Regions from separate parts of the Ovis aries genome. Here all the other regions are linked to region 1. A link is a contact called in public Hi-C data. All regions are on one chromosome and are shown on one strand. The core of a region is the stretch at or near the end of the contact, and the rest is flanking DNA. Distances in the headings are between cores, read along the strand shown. Region 1 overlaps RBMS1 (RNA binding motif single stranded interacting protein 1). Region 2 overlaps RBMS1 (RNA binding motif single stranded interacting protein 1). Region 3 holds the start of RBMS1 (RNA binding motif single stranded interacting protein 1).

Region 1 (4,111 bases), core at 1,067-3,566:
AGTGACTCACAGGGCAAGGATTTCCAACAACATTGAGACTCAGAGGGATGGAGGAATGAGCTTCCAGGAGACAGCAAGAAGCAAAGAGGCCAGACACTGAAAGCTAAACAATGAGCAACTGGGGGACAGAAATGAAGGGCACTCAAGAAGGAAAACTTAAAACTCCTGTTCTTCGATTGGTGCCTTGAACTGAAACCAGTCTTCCAGTTGGTTTAACAAGGCCCACAGCCACTATGAAGTGAAGTGAAGTGCAGTTGCTCGGTCGTGTCCGACTCTTGGCAACCCCACGAACTGTAGCCTACCAGGCTCCTCAGTCCATGGAATTTTCCAGGAAAGAATACTGGAGTGGGTTGCCATTTCCTTCTCCAGGGGATCTTCCCAACCCAGGGATCGAACCCTGATCGCATTGTAGGCAGACACTTCACCATCTGAGCCACCAGGGAAGCCCAACAGCCACTATGGTCCCTGCCAATCCCAAGGCCTGGTAAGGCAGTCTTCCTGGGTTCCCTTGAGGTCTGGTCTCATAAGAGAGACTCATGATTCCCATTCATACGTTCTTAGAACAACCCCACCCCCATTAATTAGCACAATCAGTAGAGGGTCTCTATTACTTGTGATCAAAAGCATCTTGCTAAACAATACTAACACAGTTACATAAGAAACTGCTTCTTGAAAGTTAGAACTTAGCAACAGCAAGTCATTTCAAGAGGGAAATAATTTGATGTCGGGCAGTACCACCTGCTTATTAAGTTACTAAATTATCTCCATTTCTTTCAAATCTTTATTATTAACAAAATTGCCCTAATTGCACCTACATGATCAGCTGGTATCTTATCATCCCAATTAAAGTGTTGCTACTTTCTGTATATGAGAAAACCAAGGTTCTTACTTACAATCTGAGCTGTCTCAAATTCTTTAAAAGGAATGGCAAGATATAGGTTTATCTCCCCACAAAAACAACAAAAACCAAAAACACACACACAATTTAGACAATCCTCCATGAAATTCCAAATATATAATTAATGCTTATGTATTTCAATGTCTCTAAAATGACCATTTAATATACCATTTAATATATGAGATGATGTTATTTGTTTCGAATTCTTCTAAAAAGTTTCCATATGCTAGATTGTCTAAATAAGTTTTAGAGATTCTATTTTGGGTTTAAGTGTATATCTTCTAAATCAAAGGAAGCACTTTTTTTTTTTTGCTATTAGAAGCCAATAGATTTTTGATAAGATGGTCTTAAGGGTTGTATTATATTTTAGGAATGAGCACTTCCGGTCTAGATTTGCCCTGCTGCCTCATTCCTGGTGACTTTTAAACCATGTGGGGTCACAGTGGCCTCTCTTTAATTAGTATCTCACTGGAGGGAGTGGAGCATGTCAAAAAGAAAAGAATGCATGAAGACATTATAAACAAACGTCTTCAAGGCAACTTGGGAAATTTCGTCTAGGAGTGAAGAAAGCCTAGCTCCCTCCTTTGTTACCAAAGTAAGCAGGAAATGGTTTTGATTTCTACAAATTGAGAAGGCTGGAATTTTTATATATGTTTGTTAATTCTGGCTTAACATGTCAGACTTTCTCTTTGTTTCAGTTTGATGGTTTGATTGAAAACCATGCAATCACTATTCAGACATCAGAAGAGTGATATATAAACAAAATAACTGATTCAGTAAAAACTTTTCGATCTAAAGCATGATTCCATTAACAATGTCCAAATTATACTGATACACATTTGTTTCTTTAAAATAAATAAGTACAATATTTAGGACAGTAAAAGTTAGTAATATCTATCTAAAAGATATTTTTAAAATAGATATTAAATGGCTAAAACTGTACTTCTCATATCTCTATGTGTAATCAACTAACCTTATGAGGCCAGGAACAAAAACTCTATTTAAATTAGGTTCATTATAGTAAATGAGTGAATGAATTAAAAAAATCAAAAACAAACTTGCCTGAAACTAAGAATGACAATTTAAAAAATCTGAAAAGCTTAAATATATATAAACATATACAAACATATATGTCTATATCTATCTATCTAAAGATACAGATTCCATACAAATATAATTTCAGAAGGGAATTATATTTTCAAAATACCAAAGAGTAAAATTCTTGCAAATGAAAATGGTTTTGTATATAAGCAATGCTTTTAGATGATTAAATCCTCAGTTCAAAGCACTGGCACTGATTAACGGTTTCTGTTGGGTACTATTTACAAGAAATCACCTCAGCAGGGTGCCCATGTCCAGTTTCATAATCACATAGTACACCCGCCCCACAGGATTACGTTCCGGGCAAGTTTGAATGTTAAGTTGAATTTCATTCTCTTCAGGAAGTGACTTTTACTCAAGATTGAATACAGCTGTTAGTACAGACCACTGTTCCAAAAACACTTCTATGAGAACTGGAAGAAAACACCATTTTAAGAATTGCAAATTCACTTTCATTATTCCAGATCCGTGCAATTACACAGGAGGGGCCTCTTTGGTCCCTGATAGTTGAATTACATTTTTATATATATTCAAAAGAAAACATACTGGATGGTTAAAAGATGGCTATAAGACTTTCCCAGTACTTTTGTAGCCTATATATTTTTCATAAACGAAGGATCAGTTTGTAACAGATTTAGTGCTGGTTTTTTGTTTCAAAAATCAATGTTATCCTAACACTTGATTTTTTTCTTAAATTCCACTGTCTCACACAACTTGGTTTTCTCTTTATATTCACAGAAATGAAGTCTGGCAAATCAAGTGGGGCCTCAACAGAGGAAATGCTGCCAGCTAAAAACACCGGATGTAATCGAGACCACAAGAGACGCATACTTGGTTATACACGTCGAACTGAAAAGAGGTATTGGAAAGAAAAACTCAATTTTCATTGGATGATTTAATTAATTTCGTGAAATCTTAACTAGTTCATAGTTTACTCCCAAACAAAAAATATCCTGACATTATTTGGATAATCCTAGGTTCTACTTTCTGGAAATTTTAAAAAGAAAAAAGGAAAAAAAAAATCTCTGAATTTCCATCTATCAACCCTGGTCATCCTGCTATCTCTGTGGGAAGGAGAAGAGAGGGATGAGGACCTCAGCCTACCAGAAAAGACAATGCAGGATAAGTAACTTGGATCAGCTTCAGTAAATAGTTGAAAAAACAGCATTTGTAAGAATGTTTTTTTCTGACAGCATTACAGAAAATGTCCTTTCTTAAAGAATTAGAATAGATCTGCCTGTAAATGAACAGACAACAGGACTAAGTTAACTCTATTTGGTGGTGGGGTGGAGACAGGAAAGCTTCCTTTACAAATTCTATTGTCCCTGTTTTTCTATTCCCACCCTTTGACGTGGTGCTTCCTTTTGCACAATGATGGTGATGGCTATGATGAATATTGTTCTCCACTGGCTAAGAAAATCTGAACTCGAACTTTTTTGAGAGGGAAGCAGAAGGTTTGGGTACCTCTATTTTTATTTTTTATTTTTTATTTGGCAATTAGTGTTTCCCAAGTTTCACATTTCAGTAATTACCTATTGCTCTCTTTCTAAATACTTTTGCAGTCAAATACATTTATCTGCTCCAAAAATAATTCTTCAGACAAAAACTAAAAATTCAGTTTATTTTTCAGTGAAGGAGCAATCTATTTTAATTGTCCAAATATAATCATTTTCACTTAAGACCTTGATTCATGGGTCTTAAGTTTTTATATTTAAAAGTTAAAAAATGATATCTCTTTTTAATTTTTTTTCATATAATATGATCATTGTTTCTTAGGAAGGTGACCATTTCTCGGAAGAGATGAAAGAACCTACCATAACTCACACAGGAGAAAGCACCCCTCTCAGTGAGAACCAGTGATTTTTGAAACTACGTTCTGTTACATGTGTCAGCCATCTTAGTATTTCAAGCAAGCTCTTTGAAAAAACCCACAAAAGAAAACCTACTGCCACTAGAGGGAGCTCCACATTCCCTTTGTATCAATAAACGTGTAGAGCGCATTTAACTTCTGAAACAACAAAAAGTGTGATCACTGTACATTTTGTCGTTGCTAATAAAACCAAATCAGGAATTAGGCTTTCAGGGGACAACATTTTCCCCTTCAACTAGCAT
Region 2 (4,111 bases), core at 662-3,161, 100 kb before region 1:
CGGGATGGCATCACCGACTCAGTGCACGTGAGTTGGGTGAACCCTGGGAGTTGGTGATGGACAGGGAGGCCTAGTGTGCTATGATTCATGGGGTCGCAAAAAGTTGGACACAACTGACAGACTGAACCGAACTGAAGGTTACACAGCTGTGCTGTCCTTACTCGCTCAGTCATACCCAACTCTTTGCGACCCCATGGACTGTAGCCAGCCAGGCTCCTCTGTCCATGGGGATTCTCCAGGCAAGAATACTGAAGGGGGTTACCATGCCTTCCTCCAGGGGATCTTCCTGACACAGGGATCGAACCCAGGTCTCCTGCATTGGGGGGGGGGGGGGGGGGGGGGAGGGATTCTTTACCAGCTGAGCTACCAGGGAAGCTGGTAAGTAACAAAGAAGAGAGGCAGAAGATTGCTTTGGTCAACCATGTGGATAACTGCAGATACTTTACTTGTCAACTGCCGAATATTCCAGAGGTTCAAAGCAGTTCCCAGTGTTGAGTCTGCATAGCTCCAGGCAGGTGGCAGAGGGATGAGGGTGGCCTCTATAACTGCTAAGTCTCTGAGACAGATACTGATAACATTCAGAAAGTTGTTACCTGACCTTCTGGGTAGGCAACATTGTTCTATTTGAAATAAGAGGCCCAAGACAACAAATGTATCAGTCAGGAGGAGGTATGACTGGCTTTAAAGCTTCAACAGAGTAACCACATGTATCTGTTTGGTGGGAATGGATTTATGAATGAGAGTCAAAACTTCCTTATGACTATGGACTTGTGGGAAAAAAGGGAAAAAAATTCACACACATATACGCACACACAGGTGATACTATATATACAGTTCCCTAATTTGCTTTTTTTTTTTTTTTTTAATGCTTCTTTATCTTTTCAAAGACTTCCCAGGAAAGGGGATTTCCTACAATTTGCTTTAGCTCTTCTAAAAATGGCTGAATAGGAGAAGGAAAAGAAAGTATAAATTATATGCATTCTGCTAACAGCAAAGTTTGCTGGACAATGAGACCTAAAATAGAAAAAAGCAGAAGGAGCTGTTTATCCATGTTATCTTGAATCCTCACTATTTTGAATAGCTCAACTTGTTCTCTTTTCTTTACTTAGTATAAGTGGTAAGCATTTGAAGATAAGGTATATGTGAAATTTTAAAATTAGGCAATCAGTATCAGACAGGTATTTTAAAACTTTCAGCTTTTAGGCCTTGAAGATTTTCGCTGTCTGTATAAGACATCTAAGACACAACGACGAAAGGTATAGAAAGATATTCCGTTTGTAATTCCCGTCACTTTGGCTTGATTCCTTAATGTTCGGTCACCGTGCCTTTCACTTGTGCTGTACAGCTGGGTGTGCTTCGTGAGTACATGATTCTGTGATGGGACAGAAGAGGAAGGCGCATCTGATGTGGCTGGAATGGCAGCCGGGACTTGAAGGTGGACAATATTTGGCAGGCAAAGTTGCTGCAGTCCTAAAGGTCAAAGGCAAACCTGGTCCTGAAGCTGAAAGGAACACGTGAAAGACAAGTACAGTCCAGAAGGAGGTCGGACTAAGAAATCAAGCCACACATATTTACAGCATGTCTCCAGTAGGCCCTTCACCATCCAAGGCCTATGAAAAATATGTAAGATGCCATTCCTGCCATCAAGGGGAACAGTTTTGGGGAGAGGGAATATAGGGATTTTTTAATATTAAAAAAGTAGCTAAGAATGTTGTGATCTTGTATGATGAAAGCTAAATAAAGGAGCATAAACAGGATGAAGGTCAAGTTCAGCAAAAAAAGACTTTGGGGAAAAGAAATTCAGGTAGGCCATGGAAGATAATAAACAGAGGACTCTGTCTAATGCAAGCTGTGTGAGGAGTAAGGCAAGCCAAGTCTGAAAAGGCCCGACAGGGCCTTGGGTTCTAGGAAAAGGAGTCAGGGAACAGAATGTGGCTGGAGGTTTTGCAACTGTGGAATGATATGATGAAAGCAGGATTTGGGTTAAGATTAATAAAAACCTTACAGCTAGAATTAGCAGAGAGAAATGTTACATTTTTGTTTCAGTATTACTCTTTTTTTGGGGGGGGCGCTCTTTGTACTCAGGCAATAACATTCAAGTTCAAGAAGTTATCATGGAGGGCTCAGGAGAGCTAGGAGATGAATGGGAAGGTTCTAAAGGACAGGAAAGCTTTAAGACAGAGGACTTGCTTTAACTAGCCTTAAATGCTTTGACTTAATATCTGAGAAAAATAGCCTGTGGTATCTGTGTCATAGAAAGCCAACGGTTTGCCTCTGTGAACAAAGAGGAGAGGGAGAAAAGGAATCACCATGGTCTTCTTTTCTGAACTATTCTGGAAAGGACAGTAAATTCCGCCTCCAGTTCCGGACCTGGAGCCTGTAGATTAATGTAGCAGAAGTAAACACCATCCTCGAGTGGTCCAGCCCTCAGCTAGACGGGCTGCTTTACCACATATGAGCTGATGGGGAATAAACTACAGAAGTTTGGGGACAAAGCAGCACATTTTTCAAGAGAAAATATATCGACATATCTAGTTTTTCATAACACTGAAATTTTAAGATGAACATATCCTTTCAGAATACTAAGAAAATTGGTAATTTATACCCAGATTTGGGATGAATATAACTTAGGACTAAATGTAGAACCACTCCTGTTACTCTGCCTTCTCAACACTGATGCTGGCACAGCTAAACTATTATAAATGCTACACAAAAGCAACAACTGATGCTGTTTATTGCATGTATGGCTCAAACTAAATAATTCATATAGAATGAATATTAAAAACCACCTCATTAGAAACGGCTAAGATGTACTTTTTGCCATATTCTGTGAAAAACTTATACCTCTCTTCTAAATAACAAGCACACCATAAAGCATTTGATTTATTACACAGATTTGCTATTAGAGCTTAGTATCCAGTCTATTACGATCTGCAGTCAAGGCAAAGTAGCTTTACACTATTTTATGTTTTTTTAAGAGCACATAGCACGCAAAGGGTCACTGACCCTATCTTATGACAATATTTTAGCCAGAAGTCACTGTACTGAAGCACTTATGCATGCAGTCACAGATGGTCAGCCCACATTAGTGTGCCCAAGTACTAATATGTCAGAGGAAAATAGTACTTGCTGAAAATGGAACCCAGAATTTTGCAAGTAAAATGTAGATAGTCTATCATAAAAATGAGTCTCAAAAAGTCTCAACACACTGATTAATGCCTAACATTTAAAACAAAGGCAATTTAATTACATAAAATCATGTTTTATTTCTGAGTCGAATTTATAATCTGACAATGATAGAGCATTTAAGAAATTTTCTTCCTCTTCCACCAAAATCTGTGATGTATTTTCTTTGCTCTGACACTCTCACCTTTATGTTGATACAGTACTTCACCAGATGAGAAGGAAGACAATGTTACATTGGGAAGCAGATGGAGCTGCCGAGAGAGAGACCTGTCTCCAAGTGCACCTGCGGCCAATAGCCAGCTCTGTGACTTGGGTGTGCATGTCTGGCCTCAGCATCCCCATTTCTGCCAACGAGGATGTGGTAACATCTCCTTCACGGCACTGTTACTAGGGGGTCAGCACAGCGCTGGCCCATGACAGATGCTTGGTAACAAATAAATGTTAACCTTTTCTTCCACCCCTCCTGGAATTATTTGGATTAAGGGCACTTTAATTCTTATCACTGGAGATCACTAAACTTCCCTCCTCACCTTCACAATGATGTGGTCCTTAAGACAGAGAATGTTGAGAAATGTAGACTCAACCATTTTTTATGGTTACTTTTCAGTTCAGATCTTTGCATAATGAAACCCTCTCAATATATATTGCTTGAATGAATAAAACATAGACACGCAATATACATATTTTCCCTTAAAGGGTTTGGTATGGGGAATTGAGGGAGACTGGCAGCCAGAGCAGGGAAATACTCCATTCTGCCTTGAACATGGCCTTGTATCTTATCCCAATTTAGCTTATAAAAACAAATGAGGGAAGCAAGGTAATTTAGGAGCTTAATATGGAATTAAAAATTGCTACTAAAAGGAAATCTACAAAGGGTTGGTGGCAGGGGAACACAAAAAACTGAGAAGAGTTTTGGTTCCTAGAT
Region 3 (4,111 bases), core at 1,171-3,670, 68 kb after region 1:
ACAAAGAGATTCAGAGTAATAGGATTTCAGATTTCAGAGTAGAAACAGCAAGATATGTTTTGAGACTGTCATTTACTGTAACACAAATCAATATTAAATGCTTTATGCAGGAAGCACACTTTCAGAAAATGGGCCCTAAAGCTTTCTGGGATCTGACCCTAATTACTAGAGCAGGCTCTTGCCGTTTGTCTCTTCAATTATTTACGGGGCAAAAAGAGCCAAATGGCATTGCATTAGCTATATTAAATGCTATGTACTTGGTTTCTAACTTACTAATGGTACATAAAAATTACTAAGGTGAATGTGCCTGTAGAAACATGGTCTTTTTTTCTTCACCTGAGTATATGTTATTTATTATTCATAAAGTTAAGTGTTGAACAGGCTGTCCTTTAGGTACCCAATGCTGCATAATTTAAACAAATGCATTAAACATATATGATATCTAAAAGGTAGTGCATTGATTACACCTCAAAATTTCTCTGAACAACTTATATTTACAATGTAGTTCACCAAAATACGGGTACCGCCCTCCAATCCCTGAAAACAAATACAGAGGCCACCACACAAAAATGAGTAATGGGTATCCTTACTGCTGCCATCTTGCTGCTTTCTGGCGATTATTGGGTAGGGGGTGAAAATGAGGTCCTTCAGGGCTAAGAACTTTCAGGTCTCTATGCGGAAGAGTGTCATTTCACCTACAGGGACACATGCAGAACGATGATGTAGGTACATAACATGGACCAAACACACTGTAAGAAAGAAAGGCTTATCGAAGTTCAATCAGAGATTCTCTGCACCAGGCCTGAAATGCCCTCTGCCAGCAAGCAGGGCATGATAACAACCTTCCAGAAAAAGTTCAGAGGCTGTATCAACACTTGATTCTTTTGTAATCTGGAAGGGCACCAGAAGTCCAGATAGGAGATGCTAACAGCTAACAAAATCTTTTGCATCCAACTTTCGCCCTCCCAAACTGGGAAAAAAGCTTCCAAAGCAGCGAAACCCTCACTTTTCATGGACCCAATAATTTTTTTAAATGAGTTCAGAAGGCATCAAATTATTATAGTAAAAATAAGATAGGCCCACTAACAACGTACCCAGGGTCCCTAGACAGCCAGGCGCAATTTGTATGACTACATGTCATCTGCTGTTTTACTTAAGCGTGTACCAAGGCCGCTTCTGAGAAAGCACCACTGAAAATCGATCTGTAGGTAAACATATAAGGCAGCATCTTTCAAAACTAAATACGAAGTCACTTCTTTCTCTGCATCGAAATCTGCCCATTGTCCCTCTTTTGCAGAAGCTACAGGGAAGATTAAAAGGGACATCAATGAACGCTGAGTGAACTTTGGCCACTTTCCTACCCAAAACACCAGCGTAAAAGTAGAAATCAGTAACCAGGTAAAGTGCCACAGCGCACAAAGATCAAGGCGAGGGGCGGGCGCGCAGGGCCGGAGGCGGGGAGGGAAAAGTCCCGTCCCCCCCTGGAGCCCCAGTCATCGCGCGCGCGGGAGACTGAGGGGCGTCCCCGGGGGGCGGGAGGTTCGGCGCCACTCCGAGGGAAGCCGAGAGTTGCCGCTCGCCCGGCGAGGCCCAGGAGAAGGGGTCGAAGATCTGCGCCGCCGGCGGGACCCGCGGCCGCGCAGCCAACGCTCGGCGAGGGGCGCCGCTCGGCCCGCGACCCTCCCCGCCTCCCGGGCCAGGAAGGGGCCGGCGGCTCTTTCCTGTCTAGTCTTCCCCCCCGAGGCTTTCTGTAACCCGATCCCCGCACTCAGTTCCGCGGGCAGCAGCCGCCCAGCGCGCCGCCCGGCTGCGCCCAGGCCAGCGCTATAGTTAGCAACCTTCCATCAACTCCGCCGGGGGCGGCGGGAGCTCGGCGCTCGCCCCTCCCGGGCCCGAGCAGCGCGCGCCCCGGGCGCCCCCCATCCCCGGCGCCCCTTTACCTTCGCTTGAAGATACTGGGGGTAGTAGTAGGTGGCGTACTGAGGGTACATCTGCTGTTTCCACACTTTGCCCATGAAGCTGGAAGGGAGCCTGCCGTGCAGGGTCGCGGGCACTTTGGGGTTTCCAAGTCTCGATCTCTCCTGCCTCTCCCTTTCCGGCGGCGGCGGCGGCGGCGGCGGCCGCTGCTCCACCTCCCAGCCCGGACCAGACGTCCTCCTCCTCCTTCTCCTCCTCCTCCTCCTCCTTCTCCTCCCAGACAGAGAGAAAGACACTGCAGAGCGCAGAGGGCACCCCGGACAGGGCGCTCCCAAGGAGTTGCCTCCCGGAGCCCGACTGCTCCGGGGCTGCCAAGGGCTGGCGCGCTGGCCGCGCTCCGCTCCGGCGAGCAGGCTGAGCGGGGCCGGGAGGTGATCAATACAAGTGGAAAGTGCTGCGGCGGCGGCGGCAGCGGCGGCAGCGCTCGGTGCCAGGCGGCATCTGGGGTGGGTGCGCCCGATTGGGAGAGGGGAGAGGGGCTGGCGTGCCGAGGCCGTGGGGGAAGGGCGGCGGGGGCGGGGCTTGGGCGCCGCGGATCCGGGACCCGCTGGAGGTGAGGGCTGAGTTTTAACCACTCCTCACCTCCCGGGCTCCGCGTAGGACGGACCGAAACCTTGGGAGCCCGGATCGCTTTGTGTTGGGGGTGGAGTGTGGGGGTAGACTGCAGGGACCCAGCTTAAGAACTGCGGAGTGGACACCTTGTTTGATTTCATGAGTTTTATCTCCTTTAGGAGGAGGGGAGGAAAGGGAAGAAAGAGGAAGAAATCTGATTAATCTCTCACTTACCCCCACCCAATGATTTTTTTTTTTCCCCCACAAGAGAAGAAAAATGATTTAGTGCCCAACCACAAAGCTGCAGTGGGGACACCTGGGTTCGGTTCCCCCCATCCCCCCTCCCCAGGCCTAATTTTCTAGTTGACCTTGGGAGGGTTAGTGTCCTTCGATTTGGTTTTCCCAGATGTGAGAGGTGAAACCCTGCCCTCTGCACTGGAGGAGGCAAAACGCGGGGGCGGGGGGAGGGGGGCTTCGCGTGCGCGCGTACACACACACACACACACACACACACACACACACACTCACACCAAATATACGGATCCTTCTAAGGGGGAGATGTCGCAAAGAGGCAGAATGTTATCATTAGAGGACACAATATAGACATCAGCTTTTCTCTGCCTGTTTCTAATGCTGCCAGACAGTCTGTCAACTCCCACTCAGGAGCAAGGAAACTCCCTGAGTTTGGAATATTTTAAGGCCATTTTGAAAGTCACGCTGGCATATTGTTGCAGTGTGCTTCGGTGACATATTAAAATCAATCTCTCCTTTTCTGCCTCTCTCCATCTCCTGATTGTCACAGCTCCAGACAGCCCCAGACAGCCGTGGTTCAGTTCACTACGTAACTGGATATAATTTAATGGAGTTAATTGGTCCCTGAAGCTGCCTGTAGAAGACTTTTCATATTCTAGCTCAACAAGAGATAATACCAAAATGCACAAATAGGATAAGTAAGAAAGCACCTTCAAGTTGAAGTTGTTGCACATCTAATAAAGGGTAATGAAAAATTAATATGTTAGTAAATAGACCTTGATTACTGTTTTGTCATTTTGGATTTCCAAGAGTCTGTTTTCATAATAGCCCAAAGGTAAATCAAGCTGAAATGAAATGCTTGATTTTGTCAAACAATTACATTTTTGTCTGATTACATTTCAAACGGTTTAGTAAGATACTTTAAAACAATGCAAAGGTGAAGTAAAGCCTTTATTATCTTTATATGATTTAGACAAATTTCTAGGTTAAACATTTTGAGAAAAACAATATAAGTTCATATGAGAATATTTTGGATATGCCAGGAGGCAATCACACTCTCATAAAAAATAATAACAGTTAACCCATGTGAAACCCTATAGGGAAACTAGCATTTACTGAGCTTCTGCTATATGGTGGATCCTGTTGCGGTTAATAACAGTCTGAAGAGTGGGGTAGTTCATTGTCTAGCTAGGGGTTAAAAATAGTTCTTTATACTGTTTCAATGTGGGACCTTTTAATGTATTTGATAAGGGAATGGACATGAACTAACCAGCATTAAGAGCCTAGCAGGACTAGGAATGGTTTAGCAGAGTGACTGAAGGAAGAGGAC

Evidence for each region. Hi-C and Micro-C count contacts between places; a contact is called where the count stands out from the background.
Region 2: a Hi-C map of tail adipose tissue shows a contact between it and region 1, with 2.8 times the contacts expected there. The contact joins two enhancer-like sites. A contact is called at or near these places in 4 of 16 Hi-C or Micro-C datasets (hypothalamus, liver, skin fibroblasts and 1 more).
Region 3: a contact with region 1 is called in a Hi-C map of tail adipose tissue, with 4 times the contacts expected there. The contact joins the promoter of RBMS1 here to the enhancer-like site in region 1. A contact is called at or near these places in 3 of 16 Hi-C or Micro-C datasets (skin fibroblasts and tail adipose tissue).

Annotation. Positions count from the first base shown.
Region 1 is chr2:149,323,631-149,327,741 of ARS-UI_Ramb_v3.0, reverse strand. The region is part of intron 1 of RBMS1 (RNA binding motif single stranded interacting protein 1); the gene reads right to left. Among named protein-coding and RNA genes, the nearest start is that of RBMS1, 68 kb to the right of the region's middle. Within about 2 kb of position 2,316, at least 13 of the 54 cell types and tissues checked have an H3K27ac peak or open chromatin away from gene starts, as enhancers often do. A contact at or near this core is called in tail adipose tissue, where this site is marked.
Region 2 is chr2:149,423,056-149,427,166 of ARS-UI_Ramb_v3.0, reverse strand. The region is part of intron 2 of RBMS1 (RNA binding motif single stranded interacting protein 1); the gene reads right to left. Among named protein-coding and RNA genes, the nearest start is that of ITGB6, 130 kb to the left of the region's middle. Within about 2 kb of position 1,911, at least 4 of the 54 cell types and tissues checked have an H3K27ac peak or open chromatin away from gene starts, as enhancers often do. A contact at or near this core is called in tail adipose tissue, where this site is marked.
Region 3 is chr2:149,255,505-149,259,615 of ARS-UI_Ramb_v3.0, reverse strand. RBMS1 (RNA binding motif single stranded interacting protein 1) reads right to left here and starts at 2,420. Exons shown (of 14, transcript XM_060409830.1): 1 at 1,941-2,420. The coding sequence starts at 2,015. LOC132659208 (a long non-coding RNA gene) reads left to right here and starts at 2,215. Exons shown (of 3, transcript XR_009599330.1): 1 at 2,215-2,423; 2 at 3,332-3,525.